Linked DNA regions of Mus musculus: all the other regions are linked to region 4. A link is a contact called in public HiChIP or PLAC-seq, capture Hi-C and promoter capture Hi-C data. All regions are on one chromosome and are shown on one strand. Each heading gives the region's core, a stretch centred on a gene start, on an enhancer-like site or on the middle of the called end of the contact. The rest is flanking DNA. Distances are from core to core; before and after follow the strand shown.

What was found. Promoter capture Hi-C pulls out the DNA fragments that hold promoters and counts their contacts. HiChIP or PLAC-seq counts read pairs in DNA pulled down with a chosen protein or histone mark. Capture Hi-C pulls out chosen DNA fragments and counts their contacts.
Region 1: an H3K27ac HiChIP or PLAC-seq map of microglia shows a contact between it and region 4, with 5 times the contacts expected there. The contact joins the promoter of Srp68 here to the promoter of Mxra7 in region 4. A contact is called at or near these places in 3 of 39 promoter capture datasets (hippocampal neurons and liver) and 2 of 115 datasets of contacts at active chromatin or transcription factors (bone marrow-derived macrophages and microglia).
Region 2: a promoter capture Hi-C map of liver shows a contact between it and region 4, with 2.8 times the contacts expected there. The contact joins the promoter of Ten1 here to the promoter of Mxra7 in region 4. A contact is called at or near these places in 2 of 39 promoter capture datasets (cranial neural crest and liver) and 1 of 115 datasets of contacts at active chromatin or transcription factors (large pre-B cells).
Region 3: a capture Hi-C map of embryonic stem cells shows a contact between it and region 4, with 4 times the contacts expected there. The contact joins the promoter of Evpl here to the promoter of Mxra7 in region 4.

What each region holds. Positions count from the first base shown.
Region 1 is chr11:116,272,951-116,275,774 of GRCm38.p6, reverse strand. It overlaps Srp68 (signal recognition particle 68), which reads left to right and starts at 1,558. Exons shown (of 16, transcript NM_146032.3): 1 at 1,558-1,849. The coding sequence starts at 1,669.
Region 2 is chr11:116,197,138-116,200,119 of GRCm38.p6, reverse strand. It overlaps Ten1 (TEN1 telomerase capping complex subunit), which reads right to left and starts at 1,265. Exons shown (of 4, transcript NM_027107.1): 1 at 1,137-1,265. It overlaps Acox1 (acyl-Coenzyme A oxidase 1, palmitoyl), which reads left to right and starts at 1,075. Exons shown (of 14, transcript NM_015729.3): 1 at 1,075-1,524; 2 at 1,739-1,898. The coding sequence starts at 1,416.
Region 3 is chr11:116,236,667-116,239,503 of GRCm38.p6, reverse strand. Evpl (envoplakin) reads left to right here and starts at 1,413. Exons shown (of 22, transcript NM_025276.3): 1 at 1,413-1,604. The coding sequence starts at 1,507. Gm33250 (a long non-coding RNA gene) reads right to left here. Exons shown (of 8, transcript XR_389161.4): 8 at 1,278-1,357.
Region 4 is chr11:116,826,132-116,829,450 of GRCm38.p6, reverse strand. Mxra7 (matrix-remodelling associated 7) reads left to right here and starts at 1,405. Exons shown (of 4, transcript NM_026280.3): 1 at 1,405-1,722. The coding sequence starts at 1,453.

The DNA.
Region 1 (2,824 bases), core at 309-2,808, 550 kb after region 4:
GGACTGTCTTCCACAGGCAGCTAGGAGGAGGCTCTAATTCCACACTGGGTGTGATTGAGCAAAGAGACCTTAAAGCCCACACCTAATAGTGCCTCTCCTCATGGGCCAAACATTCAAACACATGAGTCTATGGAGGCCAGACCTATTCAAACCACCATGTTTTATCACATCAGCAGAAACTCTAAGACACCATTTATTTGTATTTTTAGCTGCACCCTGGGATTGCAGGCCTCCGTTCCTCTCCCCTCCCCCTTTCCTCATGGCAACTGACTTGGCCTCAGTTCTTGGGGTCTGTGAACTCAGTCAGAGAGCAGCTTCCCAATAAACCACCTTTAGTATAATCTTTGAAAAAAAAAGAGGTGGGGGCTGGAGAGATGGCTCAGTGGTTAAGAGCACTGACTGCTCTTCCAAAGGTCCTGAGTTCAAGTCCCAGCAACCACAGGGTAGCTCACAACCATTTGTTATGAGATCTGTGTGTGAAGACAGCTACAGTGTACTTAGATATAATAATAAATAAATAAAAATCTTTTTTAAAAAGTTTATATAGCAAGTTCTTTTTCCTGCTGGGCCATCTCCATGGCTTATTGTTTAGGTGTGTGTGTGTGCAGGCCCATGCTTCACAGCTCAGTATGTGAGTGTAATTCGGAGGACCACTTTTTGAGGTTAGTTTTTGCCTCCCACCTTCTGAAAGCAGTTTGTCTAATTTTTTGTTTTCAAAAGCCTTAACCTTTATTTTTATTTTGTTTTATGTATATGAACATTCTGTCTACACGTATGTCTGTGTACATGTGTTTTGTAGACTACGAAGCCAGAAGAGGGTTGGATCCCTGGGACTGGAATTCTAGATGGTTTTGAGCCACCATTCTCGTGCTAAAAATTAAACCCAGATCATCTTGATAGAGCAACCAGTGTTCTTAACCACTGAGCCATCTGCCCAGGCCCAGTCTTCCTTGATATTTTTGCTGGAGAACTAGTACTCCACACTAGCTGATCTCTGAACTCCGATGGGGGGAAGGGTTGGAGTCATACATTTTTTTGCAACCTCCTTTAGTAACACAAAAGGGTAGACTGAGTTACGCGGCCAGCTTCTTTTCACCTGCCGTGATTGGCACAAGACTGAGACTCCTGGTGTACTCGCCCGCAAAGATTAATAAAAGTCATACTTGGATGGTCACATGATCTAGAGGAGGCCACGGGTCTCAAGCTCCTATTGGGGACACTGCCTTCTGACCGAGGCCTCTTCGTGTGTGTGTGTGTGTGTGTGTCTGTGTGTGTGTGTGTTTTAAATAAGGTCTAACTGTGCAACCCAGACTGACCTCAACTCGAGGCAATCCTCCAGCCTCAGCCTCCTCGGTATTGGGATTAAAGGCGTACACTACCATTCTCTGGGTGCAAGGATGCATGAGGTGGGCATCTTTCTCGGGTCCTCCTATCCTTGGTAGATTTGAAGCGAGGCTAATCCTTAGAAATGCGGAGACCCAGCAACAGCCACGAATTCAACCCAGGAGGCGCAGGCGCACACCAACACACCACAGAGGCCCAAGACATCCGCGGTCTGCGGCGGAGTCCGTCAGTGTACCATCGGCCCAGCCTGGAAAGTGCCGCTCTCTCTCGCCGCTGGTCGTCTCGCCTGCTCCGTTCCATCGTGCTTTGCGGCTCAGGGGCAAGATGGCTGCTGAGAAGCAGATCCCGGGTGGTGGTAGTGGTGGTGGTGGAAGCGGCAGCGGCGGCGGCGGCGGAGGGAGCGGTGGCGGACGCAGTGCCGGAGGAGACGAGAATAAAGAAAACGAACGCCCTTCAGCCGGATCGAAGGCAAACAAAGAGTTCGGGGACAGCCTGAGTTTGGAGAGTATCCTCGAGCGGTGGCCTAACTCGCAATGACTACGTGTCGCTCGGAGGGCTGGGGGCGGGCGAGGCGGCGGGGGCCAGCACCGGGCTGCGGAGCCGAGGTGCGCCGCTGCCTCCTGCCCTTCACTTTCGGCATTCCCGTGTGCATGGTTTGCCTCTCGTCCTGGCTTTCCGGAGCTTGTTTTTGCAAGGGGTATAGAGATGGTAGGCAGGGTTCCCTCTGTGCCCCTCAGATGTCCAGTTGGAGGGCTGAGCCGGGGTTGACACCCTGCCCACCCCACAGAGCTCCTGGTCGGTACCTTGAGCCACCGGACTGTGGAGGGGAAACTGCAGCCTTGACATTTCAGCGTGGAGCTGTTGTCGGACAGCTGTCGAACCCTGGGTCATAAAACAGCGAGATGCTTTGAAAATGGAGGGAGAGTGCTCTCCAGGAAAGCTGCTGCTTACCTGTTTTGAATAGTAGTTACTTTAGTTTGTTAATATCATGTGTATAGTTTTTTGTTTTTTCAAAAGTAGGTCTGTAAGGCATTTTATCTTGTTGGACTCTTCTCGAAGAACTGTAGGAGTTACTTTTTTTTTTTTTTTTTTGAGTGTCCAAGTCCGCATGGGTATGGGTGTAGGTGTAAGCGCTGGTGCTGTGTCTGCAGGTCACAGGTCAACGTCTTCCTAATTCTCTACCTTTGAGACTGGGTCTCCCTCCAAAAGTGCAGCTCACTACTTGGAATAGACTGTATGGCCAGTGGGCTCCAGGGATCTTTCTGTCTCTTGCCATCCCAGCTGTGGGATTACGTGTGCAAACAACAGTATGGCCTTTTTACGTGGGTTCTGGGGAGATCCCAACATGACCTCATGCTTGCTAACAGCAAGTCCTTTACCAGCTGAGCAGTCTTCCCAACCCTCAGGAAACATTTTCTGGTTTGTATTAGCTTATATATCATTTGTGTGGTTCTAATAGCATGTGGCTTTTTTTTTTTAA
Region 2 (2,982 bases), core at 16-2,515, 630 kb after region 4:
TTTTTTTTTTTTTTTTCGAGACAGGGTTTCTCTGTGTAGCCCTGGCTGTCCTGGAACTCACTTTGTAGACCAGGCTGGCCTCGAACTCAGAAATCCACCTGCCTCTGCCTCCCCAGTGCTGGGATTAAAGGCGTGCGCCACTACCGGCGTAGTTCTTTTTGGTGGCATGAAATCAAATGAAGAAAGAGTGCATTTTACTTAGCACTTAAAGGCTTTTTGAAACAAGGCATTACACAGCCCAGGCTGCCTTCAGTCCGATTCTATATAGCTGATAATGATCTTGGACTTCGTGATCCTCAGACCTCCACTTGAAGTTGCAAGCCTGTGTGTGCCACGGTGCCCAGTTTATGCTGTGCTTTGAGATTATATTTTGGCTTTAGTGCATGCTCGACATCTCCAGCCTACTACTTAGCAATTTTTAAGGAAGAATTAAAAAACAAACTGGTGAAAACTGGCTGTCTTTGAGGCTCAGGAACTCTTTGTTATAAATCCTACGCTAGAACTTCTTAGGCGTAGGTACATCTTCGATGACGATAATGATATGGCAAAGTAAAGTCTAGATTTCAAAATTTCTAGGACCTGCCCTGCCGGTTTAGGTGGGAAAAGACTTGGGCTATAAAATGTAGAGAAACTGGACCTGTTCCCTCTCGCTTTAAATCCAGGCCCAGTGCATAAACCCGGAAGCTCCGCAGGACCAGGTCCTTGCATCCCAAGTCTCTAACGTCAGTCAAGTCGGCAATATTTTTAGCCAACGACAATGAACCGTCTCCCGAACGTAACCTTTGTCCTGTTACCCTTTCGCTCCAATTTGTTTGGGTTCCAGTAAAATCAACAGCTTTCCTCTATTAGCCTCCTCACCCCGCCCGAGACCCTTGACACCCATTCCCTTCTGGTTTCCGGGGACACTGTGGTGAGAGGACCCCCCCCCCACACACACACACACCCACCGCCCTAGCCTGAAAGGAGGTGAGTCCCACAGCGCAGGCGCAATCCCGCCCCTCAAGGCCCTGGCCAATCGGTTGCGCGCGTCTCCAGGGCTCTTTTCCTCCCGGAAAGATCACGTGAACCTGGAGACGTGAGGTCCGGGAAGAGCCCCACTCCCTTTCCAGTGCCACTGCGGTCCCTTGACCTTTTACCTTGCTTTCCTTGGCGAGGAGCCGCTCGGGGACCTCCCCTGGCCCGCAGCAGGGGATTCGTCCGTCCGGCGGGCGGTACCAGCGTCGGGGATTGCAGCCGGTCACGTGAGGAGTGGCGGCGGGGACGGGGCGGGGACGGCTCGAGGGGGCGGGGCCGAGGGCTGTCTCGCTCCGCTCATAGGGCCTGGTCGGCGCCTGAGCTGCGGAGACAGGTTGTCATCGCTTTGGTGCCTGTCACTTCTGTCGCCACCTCCTCTGCCCCCAGCACTGGTCTCCGTCATGAATCCCGATCTGCGCAAGGAGCGGGCCGCCGCCACCTTCAATCCAGAGTTAATCACGCACATCTTGGATGGTAGTCCGGAGAACACCCGGCGCCGTCGAGAAATCGGTGAGCCTGGAGGGCCGGGCCTCTTATACCGAACCAGGCGAAAGACCCCCGTGAATGAGGATTTGGGGCCTCTGGAGTTGAGGGGAAGCGGGGACCCCTACTTCGATGGGCGTCCGGTGTCAGGATTAGGAGGGGAACGTCCTCTGTTCTAATCTGATGGGAGTCAGGGAGGGTGAGTACCTGTTTCTCTTGATGTCATTTAACCCTCTTTCAGAGAACTTGATTCTGAACGATCCAGACTTCCAACATGAGGACTATAACTTCCTCACTCGAAGCCAGCGTTACGAGGTGGCTGTTAAGAAGAGTGCCACCATGGTGAAGAAGATGAGGGAATTTGGCATCGCAGACCCTGAAGAAATCATGTGGTTTAAAAAGTAGGTGTATCTTAGCACATTAGTGTATGCCCAAACTACAGCTGCAGTCTGGGGAGGTCTTCTTACCGCGCATGTCGTTTAAAGGCTTAAATTGAATACTTCATGATTCAATTTTATGTGTGAAAAATAATATTACTTTTGCATCTAGATCTTTTAGTAGGATAGCATAGCATAGTTGTAAAAATGCTAATAATGAACGGTTGTGCCCAAAATTGTTTTTTTTTTTAATTTTAACAAACTTTAAGGGATGGTGAGGTGGCTACCTGGCCTAATCATCTAATTTCAATTTGTAGAAAGAGAGTCACCTCCCTTAGATTGTCCTCTGACCATTTGCTAGAGGTGGCTGTTGTACCCCCACACACAATAAGATGAAACTTTAATTTATAAAGTTCTTTTGAACTGGGCCACGGTGACCCATGCCTTTAATCTCAGCACTTCGGAGGAGGCAGAGGCAGAGGCAGGCTGATCTCTGATTTTGAGACCAGCCTGGTCTGCAGAGCTAGTTCCTGTTCGTCAGCCAGGGTTACATGGCGAAACTGTGGGAGAGGGTGGGCCAGAAGGCCGGGCAAACACTAGTGAAGCCCGCTGGGGGGATGGGGGAGACAGAGAGGCAAATAATAAAAAAGCTTTTTGTTCCAAACATCCCTATGAAAGTTCTTTAAGTGCAAAGTGAACCTTCACTTTGTAAGAAAGCTTCCCGATACCAAAGGTGTGGCGCAGTGGAACACAGATTGCCTAGTGTCTCAAGGCTGTGGGTTTGAGTCTCAGCACTGAAGACAAAACAGAGAGGGGGTGGCGAAATCCGCCTACTGATTTTCTGAGGAACTGTATTGCAAGACCAGACATTGAACTATTTTGGAACACTATCAGATTCTGTTTTTATGTAATGGGTAGTTTGAGTATAAAGTAATAGAAAGTGTGAGAGTCCGTGGAGAACCTGTCAGACCTCAGAATGAATCCGATATTCTCAGAACCACATTCTAAGAACGTCGCATTGTCGGATGGAATGCTGGCGTTTCCTACTGGCTGGCCGGTCGGGAAAACCCGCTTTAGTCTGCGGTTGAGGAAAGCCGCTTTTTCTCAG
Region 3 (2,837 bases), core at 164-2,663, 590 kb after region 4:
TCTTCTCTCTACTTCAGTGGCCATGATCAGTAGCTTCTTGGTGAGATGCAGCCAAAAGACGGCTGGGCCTCTTCTGTTGCACCGAGGCCCTGCTAGAAATAGGAGTTGACTTGGCGTCAGATGTGAGAGACAAGCCACTAAATCTTTTTTTTTTTTAAAGATTTATTTTACTAATATATACAGTACACTGTAGCTGTCTTCAGACACTCCAGAAGAGGGAGTCAGATCTTGTTGCGGATGGTTGTGAGCTACCATGTGGTTGCTGGGATTTGAACTCTGGACCTTCGGAAGAGCAGTCGGGTGCTCTTACCCACTGAGCCATCTCACCAGCCCCCCCCCTTTTTTTTTAAGATTTATTTATATGAGTACACTATAGTTGTTTCCAGACACACCCGAAGAGAGCATCAGATCCCTTTACAGATGGTTGTGAGCCACCATGTGGTTGCTGGGAATTGAACTTAAGACCTTTGGAAGAGCAGTCAGTGCTCTTAACCACTGAGCCATCTCTCCAGCCCCATGCCACTAAATCTTAAGACAATGTGATCATCAGACAGTCTGTCTGACTTGGTAGAAACCACAAGGACTAGTCAGTGGCTTTTCTACCTGGAAACCAGACAAAGTAACAAGCAGGGTACTTGTGGACTTCAGAGACCTGCGGCTCCTCTACAGGGCTGATCAATTCTGGTCGTGACTTGAGAAGGTATGCATTGGGTAGCCTGGCCTCTCAGAAGCTAGTCTGAGTTCCTATCTGAACATGGAGAACCAGCTGGGTGGCACCCGCATTTTAAAAATAGATTTGAGAGCAGTTATGGTGGTTCCCACCTGTAATGACAGCACTTGGGAGGCTGAGGCGGGGAGGTTGGTTGCCAGCTTGGGTTACAGAGCAAAAGCCTCTCTCAAGCTTAAAAGAAAAAAAAAAGATAGCTGTCTGATGTGAATGTCTACTAGCACTCCGTGGGAGACAGAGCAAGGCCCGGGTGGCCCCACCTCTCCACTTCTCCACCTCTCCTGGCAGGCCGAGCTATGGGTGGGGGCCCGGTTGATAGTGGACCTCTGTGCAAGAGCCTTTGAGGTTGGCTAACCCCAGCTCTAGGACCCGCTGAGCCAGGACCTGAACAAGTGCTTGAGTCAGTCTGTCTCGCTATGCTCCAGCCTGGCCACTTCCCCACCTGGGTGTGATCCCCGCTCTCTGGCTGGGCATGTGGGTGTAACAAGTCCAAACCTCCGTGGGAGTCGTACGGGCGCCCCGCCCCTGGGCTGTGCCCTCTCCTCCCAGACTGGTTGTGCAGGAGCTGGCTGCGCACGTCGGGGCGGGCGCTGGGGCATGCGCGGGCCGGGCCTGGCAGAGACACCGCACCTGCAGGGAGGAGCCTCCCAGAAACTGCCTTCCCCGACCGCCGCCCCACCTCCCCAGAGCCCGGCTAGTAGCCAGCGAGGACGCGCGTCGCCTTCCCGCCGCCCTCCTCCCAGGAGAGCCCAGCCTGAGCCGGCACCTGCTTCACCACCATGTTCAAGGGGCTGAGCAAAGGCTCCCAGGGGAAGGGGTCCCCCAAGGGCTCCCCAGCCAAGGGGTCCCCTAAGGGCTCCCCCAACAAGCACAATCGGTGAGTGGGGCCCTGGGTAGCGGTGCTGGGATCAGGGTGGTGCAGGGCCCAGGTATGTTCCAACTACCTGTTGGCGGCAGAGCTCAGTTCTGGCATTTGGTGTCCTTAGGCTAAGGGCCCAAGGGCCTCTCTCCTGCCTGTGGCCCAGGTTGAGCAAGGGATGGATAGCCTGCTGCCACCCACATTCTCCTGCGGATGAGGGATGTTGGGGGGCACAGGGGAAGGGTGCCCTTTCAGAGGTGCGGGACGGGATGGCTGGGACCAGCAGAATCTGGCTCCCTGTTTTGGCACGCAACCCTGATGGTGCACTTGGGTTGGCTAAATCTTGGAGTGAGTGTGGATTCAGGGTGGGCAGGAGTAAGAGGCTCAAGAGAGAGAGGGCTTTCTGAGCTGGAGTACACCCCACCTAAACCACTTTCCCCCCAGGTCCCAACCCTGGGTCTTGTCTGTCTCCTTCAAGAGTCAGGAGGCCTTTCTCATGGGGGTGACAGGAGGTGGTGGTGCCATGCTCTGATCAGTGGCTCTCTGCAGAGAGAACTGACCACGTTCATCCCACTCACTGGCCCCAAGCCCTCTCTAGGAGATGGCAGCCTGCCTGGATTCAGGTGTCGGTCGGGGTGCAGAGGTGTCAAGATAAGAGTGTAGATGAAAGGCAAAGATCCAGGTACCCATTACCTCGACAGTGATCAGGGTGCCAACCCAGAGGCTGGGCATCTGGGCCAACAGGAAAGACAGTGCTTAAGACTCTCACTGCAGTGACCTGTCTCCCTGAGGCACTGCGCCCAGCCCAGGGTGGGGTGCATAGCTCCCAGCAGAAGCATCTCTGTCAGGAGGCCCAACCTGAGGCTGGGCTCTCCCTGGAGTCCCAGAAGCGTCCTGGTCCCAGTCCCAGACTCCTGTAACTTCATTCACACGTCCTGCTGAGGGCTCCTTGTTCCCCTCAGAGGTGTCAACTCCTTGAGCTCTTCTTTATGCCCAGACTGCCCTAGCCTCTGGGAATGCCCTAGCCAGCAAAACACTGGCATCCCTACCTTGAAAGTGCTCGCTTCCGTACAATAAAAATTAACACGTTGCCTTTAATCTCAGCACTCCAGACAGAGGCAGAGACTAGCGGATCTGTGTGTTGGAGGCTAGGCCAGCTAGGGCCACACAGTGAGATTGGGGCCTGGAGAGATGGCTTAATGGCTAAGAGCACTGGCTATTCCAGAGGACCTCTGATCAATTCCCAGCTTC
Region 4 (3,319 bases), core at 156-2,655:
GTCTTAGACTAAAATAAGGCTCATATACGTTGCATGGCCTGTAGGGGTCAGAAGCCAGGAGCCTAGAGACAAAGCCTTTTTTGTATAGTTGAGTTTTTCTCATCAACTACCACTAAGAGGAGACACATCCCCCCTTAAGCCCAGAGGCTGTGGTTATAGGATTGGGCCCTTCCCGCTGCTGACAGGGGATCCTCCTGTCATGGCTGGAGCTCACAAGTGAGATGGTGCTGTTTCTTCCCAGTAAGATAGTCACTCTCCCTGGTAGGATGTGGCTCCTACCGTGGTAGAGCACTTACCATTGTATGTGTAAGTATGTTGGTAGGCTTAGGATTCCTTCCCCTCTGCCACATGTCAAGAACAAAACAACTCTGGTCTAGCATCTAGCCAAAGCTGGAGCCCCGTTTTGTTGTGTGAGCTGAGACTGCTCAGGTTGGTCTACTGGGCTTTCTAAATAGCTGGGAAGCCCAACCCCTTTCTGTTCTTTTGAGACAGGGTCTCATGTAGCTCAGGCTGAAACGGGACTCACTATGTAACCCTGACAGGCTTTGAATGAATTCTACCTCCACCTCCTGAATGCTGGGGTTACAGGCACCTGTTAAGCCCAGTTGCTTTCTGTTGTTCTTTGTTTCTGACAAACTTTGCCCTGTATTTATTCAAAGTAACTAAAAGGCGGATGGGGTGTGCTAGGGAGGTAGACAGTTGCTACAGTGTGTTTTACACTTTAACCAATAGAGAGAGCAGTGGGAAAGATACAGAAAAACAAAACCAGCCTTCTTAACACCATCTTCACAGCTGTGAGCTCCAGCCAGCAGCAGGAAGAGCCCAATCCTATCCCCACAGCCTCTGGGCTGGAGGGGATGTGTCTCTTCTCAGTGGTGGTTAACGGAAACTTGTGAATGCTGCAACTGCGGGCCATGCTGCCAACCTCTCATCTCTTTCCGCCATGTCTCATAGGCAGTCTAGACAGCCTGGGGCTTGCTTGTGTAAAGCAGGCTGTATTTGAACGCACATAGACCCATCCGTCTCTGCCTCTGGAGTTCTGGGATTTGTTATCAAAGGCAAGAGCCACCATGTCCCTAGTAGAAACTTAAGAGTTCTTTGGAAGGGCTGGTGAGATGGCTCAGCGGTTAAGAGCGCTTCCATAGGTCCTGAGTTCCAATCCCAGCAACCACATGGTGGCTCACAACCATCCGTAACGAAATCTGATGCTCTCTTCTGTTTGCACTACCATCTCTAAATGAACTTCTGTAGGGCAGAAATGCACTGAAGCCTGAGCTGAGATGGTGCCCCAGAGCGAGCTTTTCAGCGCCTCCCAAGGTCCGAACTCCGAATCACTCCAGGGCGCGAGGGGCGTGGGCTTGACGAAACTCCGCCCCTGGGCGTGGCCTGGCGGCGGGGCGCGGCGGGTTCCCTCGGGGTCCGGGCTGGCGGCCACTCGGCGGCCACGGCGCGATGGAGTCGCCGGTCGAGCTGCTGGCCGCGCTACCCGCGCTGGTCACGGCGCTGGCGCTGCTGCTCGCCTGGCTGCTGCTGCGGCGTGGGGCGGCCCGGGTCCCGGCCCCGGAGAGCACCGCCTCGGACGAGGCCCCCGGGGCTCCTGCGCCGCCTGAACCTCCAGAGTCTTGCGCCCCGGAGCCTGCACCGGAGGGACCGAGCCAGTCCGAGCGCGTGGCGGAGCCGGAGGAGTCCGAGGCGGAGGAGCCAGCGGCCGAGGGGAGGCAGGTACGCTCCGAGATCGCCGTGGGGTCCCCGGGAGGGCGCCTACGAGCCTGCTGGCTGGACCTGCCCAGGAAGGGCCGAGCTAGTGGCCGGCAGGAAAGGAGGGTTCCTGGGGCTGGGACGCTCCATCCTCCCCCAAAGTGCCTCCAAGTGCCTTGCTTTGGAGCTGTCCTCCCTTCCTCCCCGTCCTGGCCGTCCCGGGCCTTTCAAGGCCCTTGACACTCTGCCCTGCAGCACCCTCCTCTTGCCTGGCTTCTGCCCACCCTTGCCTAAATCCACAAACACGTGTCCTACTTCAAGGTCTGAATTAAAGTGAGCTCTCTCTTGACAACACAGTACTTTGGGGTGGGATGTGCAAGAAGAGAAGTTGCCTGTCTTTTAGGTCAACTCGAATCCAGATTCCAGAGTCAGTGTGGGCGTTTTGTGAGGCTGGAAGGACGGGACTGAGGAAGGCACTTACTGGGACCATGGTATTGTAGCTTTCAAACTGCTTGTAGGCGTTGACACCTCCTCACCCCCCCACCCCCTGCGTTGGGATGAGCCCAGCTTATATGAAACAAAAGGTGCAAGAGGAGGCCCTGACCATCGCAGTTGATACCCCCAAACTACCTTGCCCACCTCCTAGGAGCTATCAGCTGACCAGTCTTCAGGGTACCCCTCACGCGTTCAGTCTCTGAGATGCATCTTTGCAGATTGGATCCGTGCTTGCCCGGGATACTGGGATGTCACAGTGCCAGGCCAGGCCACATGCTCTGGTCTCTGGTCAGATTTCAATACTTTGTTCTTGGGTGGCAGGATGGTTAGGAAGCCGTGGGCTAGCATAGTGGAAGCTGTGGGCAAGCCGTGGGCTAGCCGCCGTGGGCAAGCTGTTGGCTCTCTGCAGCCGCCTCCTTCCCTTGCTGGATACAATGGTTTACCCTGGAGTGAAGCTCTTGGGACAGGAGAGGCGGCAATGAGACTGGGCTCAGGCCTTTCTCTGCTGAGTCTGCCAGACTCCCTACTAGCAGGCTCTTTGCTTGACAAGTGGGTGACTAATTGTGTCATTAGAGTGGCTTCTAACTAGCCCTGAATAGGAGAACTATTGTGTTCAGCCCAGAGAGAATGGAAGGCTGCTGGGAGCTCACAGTCCTGGAGTGAGGGCCAGGTGGATTTGGGATTTCTCTCAGGCTCTCCCTGGTTGTCCCCATCAGCCCTGTTTCAAATGGTTCGCCTATTTCCTATTTCGCAGCAGCAGATTCAAGATCAAAGTCCAAGGTGTCTTTAAGCAGGGCACAGTCCTGACTTTATCCTCTGGAGTAGAGCAGTTTCCTACTGGATTTTCTCCGAGGTGTTCTTCACACGCATCCTCCAACGGGTCCTTTTCTGGTTTTGGTTGGTTGCTTGACTGAGACAGATTCTTGACTTCTTGACATGTAGCTTAGGCTGACCTGGAACCCACTATGTATTCAAGGCTGACCTCCAACTCAGAATCCTCCTGCCTCAGCTTCCCAAAGCCTGTGGTTTAAGCTGAGTGAGCCTGGAGATTCTGCCTTTATTCTAAGCACTCGGGAGACAGAGAGGAACGGATCTCTGTGAGTTCCAGTCCAGCTTGGTCTACATA